2 separate regions of the Dromaius novaehollandiae genome follow, and region 1 is linked to region 2. Evidence: chromatin contacts called from public Hi-C data. All regions are on one chromosome and are shown on one strand. The core of a region is the stretch at or near the end of the contact, and the rest is flanking DNA. Distances in the headings are between cores, read along the strand shown.

What was found. A called contact is a pair of places that touch in the nucleus more often than the background predicts.
Region 1: a contact with region 2 is called in a Hi-C map of brain, with 3 times the contacts expected there. The contact joins the promoter of MLLT10 here to the enhancer-like site in region 2. A contact is called at or near these places in 2 of 4 Hi-C or Micro-C datasets (brain and liver).

The regions. Positions count from the first base shown.
Region 1 is chr2:21,240,762-21,247,585 of bDroNov1.hap1, reverse strand. It overlaps MLLT10 (MLLT10 histone lysine methyltransferase DOT1L cofactor), which reads left to right and starts at 2,779. Exons shown (of 21, transcript XM_026098559.2): 1 at 2,779-2,860. SKIDA1 (SKI/DACH domain containing 1) reads right to left here and starts at 5,065. Exons shown (of 3, transcript XM_064505952.1): 1 at 4,993-5,065; 2 at 4,564-4,610; 3 at 1-1,720.
Region 2 is chr2:21,115,764-21,123,310 of bDroNov1.hap1, reverse strand. It overlaps MLLT10 (MLLT10 histone lysine methyltransferase DOT1L cofactor), which reads left to right. Exons shown (of 21, transcript XM_026098559.2): 13 at 6,243-6,360. Among named protein-coding and RNA genes, the nearest start is that of SKIDA1, 120 kb to the left of the region's middle. Within about 2 kb of position 5,485, at least 1 of the 2 cell types and tissues checked has open chromatin away from gene starts, as enhancers often do.

The DNA of each region.
Region 1 (6,824 bases), core at 1,530-4,029, 130 kb before region 2:
ACTTTCATTTTTGTAAACTTGTGTTAAAATATATATGCTCGCAAGGAAGTGTTTAACCACACCGTTCCAGAAAGAAAATGTATGAAACGTTTAAAATGCTCCTTTTACGTGATGTTTTGATTTATTTTCATAGTATGATTATGTTTAAATACCAGCGCAATTCAGCCTGACCTCTTCCTTCTGCAATGAAGTAATGCACACACCATTTACAGTCTTTTAAACGTTTAGTTGGGAAATGCAACAGCGATGTCCACCAGCAGTTGTACTAAGGGGGAGAATTCTTTTGAAAATCTTCAGGAAAACCTAAGAGGTCGTGTGCATTTTCACACTAGGATTGCCACATTATTAGAGTATTATTATTATTTGTTAAGTGCTGGACCATGTCTTCAGGTATTGACAAGCATTAAATAAACCTTTTCCTTTTCATGACTCTGGGCAGAAATATATATTTCAAATGAGAACTTGTTTTCTAACCCTATACCCTGCTTTTAAATATTGCTAAGCATATTTTGCTTAAAGAGGATACAGACAGAAAGCAGTTAGAGGCTATCACAAAGAGTCCAGTAACGTAAATATAATAGGGTCAAAGAACAGTATAATAGGATCCTTCTGCTATTTTAAAGTCAGCCAAATGTGACTGTAGTACTTAAAATTTCCCGTAAATTCTAGTATGACAACAAATAAGAATGTATAACTAAATCTCCTCAGTGTGTAGGACAAAGAAATGCCAGTCGCCACTGAAAAAATCATAATCTGGCTAACACAGTTACCCCTAGGAGTTTTATTTTTTTGTAAACAAAGCGGTAATGTAGAGCTCTGCTAAGTGTTTTTTAAAGTTGTATTTTTTCCGCGGGGCCTGGGGTGTCACTTGCACGTTAGAATTTCGTGCAATTTATAATCATCGCGGGCTAACACTATTTCTTAAATTCGATACTCCTGGCAGTTTTAAAATACTTTTTAGAAGGAGTTTCTGGACACATACTACATGCCATGTTGTTTACTGACCCATAATCAAAATGCAGTGACCTTCTACCCTTTTTTCGCCCCTTGACCCATGCTGAATTCAATGCAGCCTTTATAAATTTGCAAATCCTTGGACGTAAAGGGGATTTGGTGAGGCTTTGTTCTGAAAGGATCCTAAAAGTTTGCATTTTTAATTAGACAAAGGTAAAGCAACAAACATTGGGAAATAAGATCCTTTCCTGCACATAGGTGATCAGTCTTAATTTCTATACTCGGGAACTGCATCCCCCAAAACGTATCCTCTGAGCTGAAAAGCAGTTGCAAACATAGGAGATCAGAAGGTTATGAATCGCACCAAATTAGCAATGTGGTACAAATCACTCTCATGACGTAAGGGATGGCCAGGCCGCAATCTTCCGGCGCTCCTCATCTCCAAGGACTGCACGGATCCTGGTGACCCGGGGAGAGCCAGCGATTTGATCTGGAGCTACAGGCGCATTCCCTTATCTCCTTTGCTATCAGTCAGTTTAAAGGACACCGTAATTATGACGGTGATAAAACAATGCCCGCTTATGTGTGCTGAATAAATAAAGAATGTTTACAGCCCGAGAATGTTTCAATTCCAATTAAACGCTATCAAAGAAAAGCCCCTCTCCCTCCCCCCTTCCATCTCCTCCCACGAGTCCCTATTTACCTTGCTGGTTGTAATATGTTCCTATGAAATAAAACGGCTTTCCAGTTTGCTATTACGGCCACACTGGGGGGAGGGGGAGGGGGGGAGAGAAAGAGAGAGAGAGATTAGACAACACACACTCCCAGTCCCACAATCACTTGGGCCGCCTGCATCCTCTTTCTTATTTGTTTATTTTTCAATTGGCAAATGCGTGATGATGCAGGGGTAAAAGGCACTTAGGGATGCAGCTCCAACCCCCGGCCGAGGGAGTTGGGCTGAATTAATGCGGCGCCCTTGGGCGCTGCAGGAGGGGGCTGGGTCGCCCGGTTCCGACCCCGCCGGGGCCCCGCCGGAGCGGGCTCCGGGAGCCTTGGAAACAGGAGCCTGAAAATTCATCCCGTTTACTAAGACACAAGGATCATTTCAAATATTCATTGTATCAGCAAATCTCATCATAATCAGATTAAAGCAAGGTTTGGGGGAGTATTGCCTGTGTGGCTGGGCTCTAACCACTGATTGGACTACAAAGAAATCAGAAAACGGGTTCTTCTCGCGCGCCTAAGTCGCACCGAAGAAAAATGAAAAGCAGTATTTTTGCGAGAAAGGGACACTTAAAAAAGCAGTGATTCTGCAGTCCGTCCTGGATAGTACATTCTTCTCAGACGTCGTTTCCCTTTAAACTTCGCGTTTTATATTTCTGCATGATGCTCGTATTTATTTGTTTGTTTTAAACTCCAGATAGAAATGATTCCCGCTGTGGAATGCGCCGAGGTAGATTTACACTTCACGCTAGTTTGCTTTTAGCTTATCTCGTCGAATACAACAGCTTTTCTACATGTAAGCTTTAAAACGTATATTTCACGGAGTTGTCTGTGGCAAAATGTTTACATCTATTTTGTCGCAGTGGGCGAAGAACTGAGTGTATTTTCAGGTTTGCTAGATAGACGCAGGCCCTTTTCCTTTTGAAAGTTTAGACCTCCAATACCCTCAATTCTACTGGCAGAATTAGGATGGACTTGGAGGGTCCTAAACGTGACCATTCACTAAGGCGGGGGGCTACAGCTTGCAACAACGTGCTCGGCAACTTAATCTTACACTAAAAAGAGCAGAGAGCGAAAAAGAATGGAATACAAACTCCCCCGACATTTGTAGTCACTTCCAAGGTGGACTGTGTATTTTAAAGCTGATGGGAACGTGTGGGTTTTGGAGCAAAACGGAGAGAAGGTAAGTGTTTGTCCTTGTAGCCGCCAGTTCGTGTAGAAACAATGAAAGAACAAAGGGAACCACTTCTCCATTTGAACATTTTACATTTTCTTCCTCCATTTGAGCCTCATTGTGCAGGGCCGGCGGGTGGGCTCGCTCGACTTTACCTCCAGGGGCTGCGCGGCGGGGCCGGGGTGCGAGAACCGCTGAGAAAGTTGCAGCGCGGTTTAAACAAAAACACGTTTGCTGCCGGGGGCCGCCGCCGCAGCCGTGCCCGCGGCGGGGCCCGGGGAGCCGCGGGGCTCGCGGCTCTGGACTCACCGGCCGGTCCCCTCCGGGGCAGCGGCAGCGCGGCCGTCCCGGGCGCTCCGGCGATCCCCGAGAGGCAGCGCTGTCGCTCGGGGGCTCCCCCAAACCCCGGCGGGCGCCTTAAAGCGCGCTCCCGGCGAGGACCGCCGCGGTGACTAGCGAGGTGGCGAGGAAGGAAGCGGAGGTTAGGAGGCGGGGGGGAGGGGGGAGAGGAAAAATCTGCAATTATTTGCAAATCAAATAAATTGCATCAAAGAGCAAAGAGCGGGTGGGGGTGGGGTTGTGTGCAAACAAACATCGCCGGCGCTCGGCTCCGCGGCGAGACGCGCCGCGCACCGCTGCCGAGGGAGGCAGCGGCCCCGGCGGCCCGGCCCGCGCGGCCGCCGCACGCGCGCTCCGTGACCGCGGCCGGGGGAGGCGGCGGCGGCCCCAGCTCGTTGTGAGGGAAGGCGGCGCGGAGCCGCGCGGAGCGAAGCGCTTCCCGCCGCGGCCGGGGCGCGGGCGGCCCCCGCGGCGGGAGGCGCCGCCCGCCATTGGCGCGGGCGCGGGGGCTCCCGGCCGCTGACCTTTCACCCCTCCCCCTCCTCCCGCCGCTTCCTTTGCCGCCCGACCACTTTCCTACCCACAGTTCCCCGCGCCGGCCGCGCTCGTGCCGCGCTCGAGCCGCCCGTAACCGTCCCCCTCCCCCCGCCCCGCCCCTCCCCCCGCCAGCCCGGGAAGAGCCAGGCGCGGCGCCTCGCCGCCCGCTGCGCGCTCGCGGGAGGGGTCCGGGGGGAGCCCGGTGGGGGCTGCCGAGGAGGAGAAGGAGGGGGTGATGGTGGGTGAGGCTCGCGCGAGTTTAAAGTGGGATCCCTGGGACCGGTGGAGTTTAAAGCAGCCTCCGGTGCGGCGCTGGCCGGCGTGCGAGGAGGCCGAGGAGCGGCGCCGGGAGTGCGGTGGCATGCGGAGGCAGCGGGGCGGCGGTTAAATACTGCCCTAACCCCTAACGGGGTGGAATAGCGCCGGGGCGGGGGGACATGCGTGAGGGGCTGCTGTCGGGCGGCCGCGCACCCCGCGCAGGTCCTTTCAGGGCCGCGGTACAACGGGAGGCAGTAGGTTCCAGAAAGAGGGAAGGTTCCTTGAATCACCGTGAAGTTCTTACGTGTGAGGAAGGGACCCACAAATAGCAGCGTTTTCCCTTATTTTTGAGGGAAAAAGTATGGTGGAGAGGGAATTTCAGCGTAGAGGAGGAGGGAAGGGGGTTCAAGGGAGCACAAAGGGCGTTGCAGGGCTCGGACAGCCCTTGCGGCTGAGAGGACCAAGCCGTGTGGGGGGAACGGCCGTTTTGCCGGCTGCTCCACGAAATCGCCCGAAGGACGTTAGCCATGCCTTGAGAAAGGGGAGTTTTCATCAGTCGAAGGAAATTATACACCTACCTGCTTCTGTTTGGGGAGAAAGATAGGAAGCCTGGAAGAGGATTTGCCTGTTGAATATTATTGGTAGACGTTAATCTCATGTTTTAAAGTACCTTGTCAGTGGCTTTAAGGAAATCAAATGTGACATTAATCAAATCACACAAATGTAAACATTTTAAAGTTAAATCCTAATATTATGCAATTATTTAAATCAAGTCATGGTTTTTCCTCAATGTCATGTGTTGCTCCCCCTCTCTTCCTCACTTGCTTTGAGTGTTTTGCTAGATCCTGATGCCTCATTTTCTGTTACTTGGTGTTTTTAACGTGGCGGAGAGAAATACTTGATTTTATTAGACTTCAAATAGCAAATGGCAAAATAGAGCCTTACAGTTCACATATAACTCACTCCCCCAATGTCAAGCCAATCAGATTAAAAAGTAGCATGCTTACCATACATTCTGGGAATGAAATCCTCAAATAATGTGTTTCTTTGGTACTTTTTTTTCCCCCTGTGACTATGTGAAATGTCTGACTCTGTGTAGAAATTGGAGAAGGAGGTTCCCTGGAAACGTAACTGCAAAGTGACCCACCCCTCTGCCCCTCCCCCCCCCCAAAAAAAACCCCCAAAAATAATCTGCTGCTCTGTTTGATTATTAAAAGAGGAAGCGGCGCCTTTATGAGCTTGGTGGAATTTTTGGATGAAGGGATGAGTGAAACACCTCCTGATTTTGTGCAGGGAACGTGGGAGCGGGGTGAGCAAGGGCTGCCTGCACCAGGGTGGGCTGCTAGGAAGGGGTCGTGCTCAGTGGGGCCTGCACTAGGTACAAACCCGAGGGGTTTAGGCAAATTGGGGCATGGGAGCAGAGAGGAGAGCTCCAAAGCGTCGCGGCCTCGGCTGGCTGAGGAAGGCTGCTGTGGGCCTTGGGGAACAGGTAGGCTGCAGGTGCCTGCAAGTTTTGGGAAGGGGCATCATGGTGAGGGGCCCTCCAAAATGGCCAGGGCTGGAGACAGCTGGTGTGCCCACCACTTCTCGCCGTTTCGTCTTCCCTCCTGACTCCTCCAGGTCCCCTCTCCCGGCAGTTTCTGCGGCGAGGAAAAGGGGATTTGGGGGTCAGGGAGGAGAACAATGCTGAGCGGCCTTTTGTGTGCAGCACCGTCCCCTGAAGGGAAGAAGCGAGCACTGCAGCAGCCAGGTTGCGCGTTTGTAGTGCTTCCTCCTCTCCTGCTGGTAGTGCTCATGGTATGCGCGGGAGCAGGCGGGAGCGGGGCCAGCTGGCAGGAGGTCAGGGGCAGCAAGTGGAGTGGTGAGGGCTCTCATAGGCCGGGCCGCCCGGGCCGCCGGCCCCGGGATAGGCTCCGGAGAGCGGCTGGCCGCGGGCCAGCGCGGTAATCCCGCTCACCCTCTGGCACGCTTTGCACTGAGGGTGATAGAGTTTGAGGGTGAGTAGCTGAGAGAGTAAATACGTGGGTGCCCTCAGCAGCACGGCGGCGAACTGACAGACTTGTCTGGGGAATGTGAAGGGTGAGCGAGGGTCTCCCGTGAGCGGGATGGGCTCCGGGAAGGTGAGCCAGAGGGGAAAAAAAAAGAAAACAACAACAACAAAAAAACCCCCAAAACCCCACCAAAAAAAGGACAGGCTGCCTCAGCCAGGAAGTGGGGTGGGCTCCCGGAGGCAGCGGCCAGGGATGCAGGGGGCAGGCGAGCCGCAGGCGGCGCGCAGCGCGGCAGCCCGCAGGCAGCGCGCGGGGAGCGGGCGGCGGGCGGGCAGCGCGCGGAGGGCCGGGCCGGACTGCGCGGCCGCGGAGGCGCGGCGCGGGCTCGCGGCGCTGCCCATTGTTCGCAGGCCGGCGGCGCGCGGCGAGGCGCGGAGCTCCCGCTGAAGGGCTGCGCGCTGTAGCTGCAGACACAGTCGGGTTACGGCGCAAGTTCGTGTTCTCTCGCTCAGGGGGTTTCCAGCGAGCAAACTGGTGCATACGTAGAGAGGACTGTGTAGAAGTGCCGTTCACTAAGGGAGCTCCAGTGAGGCCGTAGCTCACGTGTTACGTGAAAGGTAAAAAAATCCCACTATAGCAGTGGATTTGTGCATAAAGTAACATCTGTTCGGGGGTGGGTTTTAGAACAGGACTTTACTTAGAGAAGTTGGGAGAAGCAGCTCCGAACCGCAGGATCTGGAATACTAACGCTAGGCAAAGAGGAGTTTGAAAGAAGCACGTCTTTATGTTTTGTTTATAAAAACGAAGATTAATCTTATCCTGTTTTTCAAATAAGCACGGCGAACTCT
Region 2 (7,547 bases), core at 4,236-6,735:
ATTATTTGCTTGTTCATAAGCAAAAGTCTTCATCACAGCTAGAAGTTTGAAGGGTTTTTTGCTACTATTTTTTGCCAACAACATTCAAAAATACAAATATAATGATGTAAAATCATGCTACAGATAGATTATCTGCATGTCATGTATACAGTTTCCCTAACAGATTTTAATTATAATAATTTATATGTCAATTGAATGCTCTTTTTGACTGAAAAGTTGCGTTTTTCTCTTTTAAGAGATAACAAAACCTCTTTGTGATCTTATTTTAACTTTTCTGGCATCCTAATTAAGCTTCTCAGTTAATTCTTTTATTTCAGGCAGTTGGCGAAAACATTTACTTGTCTAAGTTTGGTTGTTTTGGGGTTTTTTTGTTTGCTTGTTTGGTGTTTTTGGTACAGTCCAACTCATTTCAGAAAATTACAGCTTTATTATCTGTAGAAAACTTTCAGGACTTCAAAGTGCTTGCATGGTAATGGTGGCAGTACGGGATGGGGTATCTTTTCAGTCCTCGTATTCCTTTCAGAGAATGAATGAGTAAAAGACTACAGTGGATTGGGGTTCATGCATTTTGGTGATTGATGTATGATAGCAGATGAAGTGAGATTAGCTGTATGAAGTACAATGTAGGCAGTTTCCACTTTCAGTGCTGTAGGCTCTTTAAAACAATTATACTGACTGCTTAACTAAAAGTTAACTGTATTAAATGTATTGATTCAATTAAAAATACATAAGTAGTGTTTATCTTGTTACATTTGTGGTGACTTTCAGAAGTGTGGAAACAGGATTTTACTAAGGATTTTTTGTGTTGTCTTCAATTCCAGTGGTATTTCTTGGCATACAAGAAAATACAGAGGAAAGCCTGAATTATTTTTTTGTAGGAAACAAGGTCTAGATGATTATTTTTAAGCATATTCCGTATCTGTGTGAAAGTATTCAAGAGCTGCATTGCTGCAAGTGATGCATGAAGAGCTATTGATTTGGCACAAGTTTCTCTTGGGTTTCCTATAAGTTAGGGTGTTGCTACAGTAACTGCAGTCTGGCCGCTTTTTATGTCGGTATGTATTGCATACCATGTGAACAGCTAACAGAACTGAGAGAAGGCAAGTGATGATGTGCAGCAGTGGTTCCTCCACATCCCCTAAATGAAATCACGGGTGGTACCAAAGGTGCCTGGCAGGGGAAGAGGAGGCAGCAGCATGTTCTCTTTCCCATTGCACTGAATACCAAGAAGAGTTGGCTGTAGTATGCTCCCCATAATGTAATTGGCTTTGTAAAATTGTAGCGATAAAATCAGTTTTCCTCATTTGTCTAGGCTAAATGGTGAATCTTAAGGGCAGGTTGCTTTTGCAACTATCACTTGGTAGACAGCTTTTTTCACTTTACAGAAAAAGCAGTTGACTTTATTAACATTGTGTACATCGCATGAGTATCTTTGGGTGTCTAAGCTCATTTAATCACAATGTAGGTTTTATTTTTGATGTTATTGTCCATACTGTATTTTTCAGATGAATATTGCTTGCCATTGACTAAAATATGTCAGTTTAAGATGACTTCAGAGTTTCCTAGATAAAGTATGCTTCTGCTAATATTAAGTCAAGTGTTTGAATTTCCTCCCTCATTTCATGAAGCTAGACTATGTAAAGCATTAGTAATATCTTCTCAAAAGTATAACAGACCCCCCCCCCCGAATATTTAGCTCTACATTTCATTTGGGATCTCTGTTTACTTCATTCTCTTAAAAAACAAAGAAAAAAAAAAAACAAAAAAAACCCTGCATCAGATCTTTTGTATGCTGTTTTGAGTAGTTTACAGTATATTTTTCAGAAGTAGTTTGCTTGTAGTTAGTATTATCTAATGCTCTTGATTTCTTCAGTTTGTGTTAATAGCAACAGAGGGATATTTTGTGCTTTCTGTTGCAGCATGGTGCTACACATGTGAGAAAAACCTAGCATGATTGGTAAATATTATGACCCAAAGCACATTAATTTGGTAATCATATTTAAGGAGTATAGACAATGCAGGAGCCATGATATGTTTTTATTTTAAATGAGACTCTCTTAAATCTTTTAAAATTATTCTTGACAAGTATGTATGGACTGGAGTAAGTAATTAAATGATCCATCACTAATTTTAAAGCATCATCAAAGGATTGTAATGTAAAACTACAATATAGCAGTGACCATTTTTAAAGCACAAGGGGAAAAGATTCGGTGATTGAATATAAACTATTAAGAAGCTGTCTTGGAATTGGTTGTTAAGGGCATCCTTGTTGTCCTATCATGAAAGGAGGAAAGTTCAGTAATGGTTTAAGTACAATTAAATCCCTCCCCTTGCTTTATGGAAGCTCAACTGTAGGCATTTCAGCATTAACCTAAACAATGGTTTTGAATATGTTAAGCCCCTAACAATTAGGGAGCAGTTCAGGGCATTGAATAATGTGGAATGATGCAATTGAACCTGACAGCTTCAACAGTCAGCCTACTCATGGGACCTGAAAGTTGTTCACACTTGGTTTCATCTCCTATCACACGCTGAGTATTAAAAACTTACTGATGTGGAGCTGGGACAGAAATGGGGCCTGTTATCAGAAAATAATTCAGAGCATAAAACTTGAAAAGAACAGGGAACAGGCATGCCCAAAGGTTCCTAAATTTTGAGACCTTTCTAATACAATAGTATACAGCTAAGTATTGTCTCCTTTTCCTCCCCTTCATTTGTTTTTTAAAGAACATTTAACTTTGTAAATGAAGGAACTGTTTTCCATGGAAAATTGAGCTAATGTACGGTTATGAATGCTAATAGATGTTACTTTAGGAAACTTTATATTCATACTGTTAGAGCAAAGTACTACTCTGGCATGATGTAAGAATATAAGAAATGTGCTGTATTTTAAATATTTCACAGGATATTTTCATTTATTGGTTAAATTCAGTTAACTTGCATATATAGTTTTCCTATTAATATATGCACTTTTTTGAGGTAGAGGAAGTGCTTTTAAGCATCAATCAAATATCAGTCATTTATTCTTATTGCAATCAAGTATTCCTTGAATTACAGTATATCTTTATTCTGTGCTGCTCTGCTGCTTATTGCTTTACTGATTTATTGAACATGCCATAAATGAAAGCAATATAGTATATACCTCTAGATAGGCTTAAACCCTTCTGCTAAAATGCTTTCCAAGAAAACTTGCAGTCGTTTCAGAATAAATACTAAGCAGTCTCTTCACTAGTTCATACATTTTAATTACGTGTTGTATGTTGACTGTTTAAATAGAATCTGCTGAAATAAAGAGTACTACAGCTTTAAAAGTGCTGCATTTCAGAATATGTTTCAATCCTGTCACCTTAATATATATTGACAAGATGATTGCGCATTTTTAATAAATGCTTGCTACAGCTTGTTTCAACTGTGAGTGAAACATGAAGCTCCTATTTCACCTTTAAATAAGGTAGTGCTCGTCCACCTCCTCTACTTTCCTGTCAGATGAAGTGGTCACATACGTAAAGCTTCTCAAATCTTTATTTTTGTCATTTTATTTTGACATTTAAAAAATATATTTTTTAATTTACCTCCAGCTACTTGAACAATTTTATTAATGTGACTTTTCCCTTTGAGAGTTGCACAGGATATGTGATGTCACGAGAACTTTTGTAGTTCCAACTTGTTGTAGGACACCTTTACTGGCCTTTTAAATTATAAACAGGGTTTGAGTTTAGGGGGAACCACCACTTGTGAAAAAACTCAGGTTCTTAGATATTGTTTAAATCGTGCTAAGTCTTTTGATCTATCAGTCCACTTAGCAAACATTGTTTAATCCCTTTGATGTCTTTTGTGATGCGATAGTTACTCAACGCACTTTAGCAACGGCTTTCAATATTCTTAGATACTTCTAATTTAAGTAAGTTCTTAAAGCTGTTTGTGCATGTTTCAGTCACACCTGTATTCTTCTTGCTGATTCTAGATGCCTTGCCATTATAAATTAATGTATAGTTGTTATTGTGCAGTTTTAAGTAGCCTTGCAGTGAATTACACAGAAGAATGAGAGTAAATACACCAGTTTCTGCACAAAATGTGAGCAGTACACTTGCTAGAATTAAGAAAGAAAAGCCTGTTTTGTAGAAATATTCTAAAACTAAGCGGAAATAAAACAGAGTGTTTGTAGGATTTTTTTTTAAGTTACATTAGTAGAATTCACAATCTCAATGATCTTATTTACATTAAGAATGTGCAGATTTTTATCTTGCTGGTCTCCTCAGATTTGGAAGGAAATAATGGTTGTATGTAGTAATTTTCATTTTGTAAGTTTTTTTTTCAGTGAAAGAATTTGACAAAAACTATGTTGTTGGGGTTTGTGTTTTGAGAGGAAAACAGGAAAAAAATTGAAGGTTACTAGTGAGCACTAATAGTTGAGTTGGAATCGTGCTATAGGTGTTTACTGAGGAAAACAGCAGGAGTTGTGCGGTATTGCCGCCTCTGTCAGTAAGTGTCACAGTAGTAATGTACTGTATTTCTGGAACTTGTTGGCGTACCCAGGTAGGTGGAAATGCCTGTATTATTTTAAGAGTTATGACTAATTCAGATTAATTCTACTAGAGACATGTAATTCTGCAAAGGAAAAAAAAAAGAGCTGAATTTGAAGTGAAACTGTGGTTCCATGTCTTGCGATCTTACACATAACTTTAAAATTAAAAGTGGAAAAAACCCAATCATCTGAAATAATTTCTTGTTGCATTTTCTAGCTTTGTGACAGTAGAAAAACTCAAGTATCAGGCACAATTTCTCACCAGTATATAGTAAATAAAGCATCATTGAAAACAGTTGTGTGAATTCATAAAAGTCCATTCATCAAGTTTAATATGTTGGCTGAAAGCCAAAACTTAATGGTAGTGTGTGATTCTTTCCAGAGACATAGTTTATACTCTGTAATATTTTTGCTGTAATAACCAGTATGTTTCCCTTGTCTCTTGTGTGCAGTTATACATGTCAAAATGTCCCACAAATTGAGTTGCTTACTCTTTACCTTCTTTTTTTCTCATGTTTAAAAAAAAAAAAGTTTATTTTGTAAAGGTTGTTTACATTTTCTTCAAAGATTCATTTTAGACAACCTGTGAGATCACAAATTTTATCTATGATGTTTTTTCCCCTCTAAATACATTATAATCTTTTATTTGTTCTAAAATAATTTTTTTTATCAGGCCAGAAATGCAAAATTTTTCATCAGCAGCAATGCCTTTTTTCTTAGATTGTCTCTGAAACTCAGCATTTAATGCATCTTTTCTTCGAAAGGGGAAAAAGCATAAGCAGCCAAGGACAAAAGTATTTTTATTGCTTTGGATTATGCAAGATTTTGGCCAGCCTCCTTAGCTTCATCTGTTTAAGGGTTCATTTTCGCTTGTTTGGCACAAGTCCCAGCAGAGACCTTCAGAATTGTGGTTAGCAACATGAATGAACACAAACTTTGGGAGCTCTTCAATAAGTAGAGCTGGCCAACTGCCAAAAATACAGTTCCTTATATGGGGTCAGGGCAAAGCTGTGATTCGTTGAGCCCCCTATTGTATAGAAAACATACTTGTAATGGCTGTTTGCATTCTTTAAAATAAAAACAAAACAAAACAAAAAAACACCAGGCTTCCAAGTCTATCAAAATAGGAAGTAACAAAATAGTGTGCAGGTTTTACTAATGACAGAGCAGAGCAAAGGAAATATGGCTCTGTGTAGTTAAACTATAGAGCTGAAAGTTGGACCTTTTGACCTCCACAGCCGGCTTGTGATGTAAGGAACCCAGGCATTTGTGAGACATCTGTTGTCTACCTGCCCTTATTTTGTAAATGGTTTAATAAGATTAAATAATTAGTAGGATAACCACATGGTCACCATGCTACTAAGTCCTAGCGTCGAGTGCATACCTCAGGATTGCAAGGATGTCCTGCTATAGTGGTTGTTTTAAAATGCAGTTTAGGTATTTTTAAGATTTGCTACAGTAAATTTTTATTAGAAGGTTTTTCTATTAACGTATCTACCAAAGATGATTGTAAACCACACTGTAATGCTTGCTGTATTTAAAAAGTATTGCAATTCTATTTCTGTACTCCTAAATGGAAAATAATAAATTTCTCTTTTAAATACATTAATTTATTAAAGAACTAATGATTGTGCATTAGGAAGACATCATTAAAACATAGTTAGTATTTGCCCCCATTTTTTTTAAAAGGACTCAAGTTATAATTGTTCTCTTGCAGGCAAACACCCTACCTGGATCCTCTCTCAGTCTGCCTCCGTCCCACATGTACGGCAACAGGCTCAATCCCAGTTCGGCCATGGCAGCGCTTATTGCTCAGTCTGAGACCAGTCAAGCAGGTAAACTTGCTATTGGCGTTGAAAACCTGTGCTACTTTCCAGGCAGACGGATTTTTAAAAAGATTGTTAAATTTTATTTTTGAGCTCAACATTTGGTTCTTAAGCGTCGGTATAAAGTTGTTAGGTGTTGGAAGTAAATTCTCGGTTGTCCTGCAGAACAGCTATGTGCTGCCTTTTTTTTTACTGTCTAAATGTAAATGTTTAAGCAGAGCCATCAGCAGGCAGGAATGCAACAATGTCTCCTGTGACTTCCGTGATTGATGTGCTCGGTTCCTAGCTCTCTGCAATGAGGGTAACACAGCTCTGGGTTTTGTCGCGAATAGTTTAAACCTTTATTTGCATAATTCATGAAATTGCGTTACGCACAAGTTTGTGCGCGAGGGATCCCGCCAGAGAACTTCTGCGGCATTTAATAACGTCGTGAGCGTTTGCGGAGGGCCGTCCGCAGCGCAGTGCCGGGTCCCTGCTGGCGGTGCGGGGGCGCGGGGCGGCTTTGTTCCCGCGCGCCCCTCAGGATCTGTTGACATGTCGCGGCGGTCGCGCCTGCTGGGGGAGGGGGCAGCGGGCAGTTTACCAAGAATGGATCAGTCATGTCTCTGCCCTCCGAGGGGTCGGAGGTCGCCTGCCTCCGAACAGGGGGAGGGCAACCTTGGAGGGGGCAGATAGGGTTATTTTATTGAGAGGCCATAGGGAAAATAACCCTTTTGAGTCCTTCCAAGCAAAACGTTTCTGTATTTAATGAGGCCTTTTTTGTTTGTTTTACTACCTTTTAGCAAGGGTCCTGCCTATACTTTTGCTTATAAATAGGAATTTGTGAATTACATGCTTTCATAAAGTTTTCAGTAAATCCGTAGAATAGACTGTGCTCGTTAGATGATGGTGGCAAGTTTAGTGCGGTATATATTTTATGAGTTGTTTTGGGATGCAAAGTGTTAAAAAAAATACAAAGCATCAGGATTTGCTGTGATAAGCATACAGATTAGCTGTCCACAGCTGTGATTCATTACTTTCACCGTAGAAATTAAAAGTGGCTGAGGGGAGGGTACTGCAAATGCAAACCACACTTCTGTGCTGTGAAACTGAAAGGAATGAAAGAAGTGAACATAATCCGTGGCCTGGTAGACCCTCAGAAATGTGTAAGGACAACACCTTACATGCTACAGTTCAGCAGTCTTAAACTAGTTACG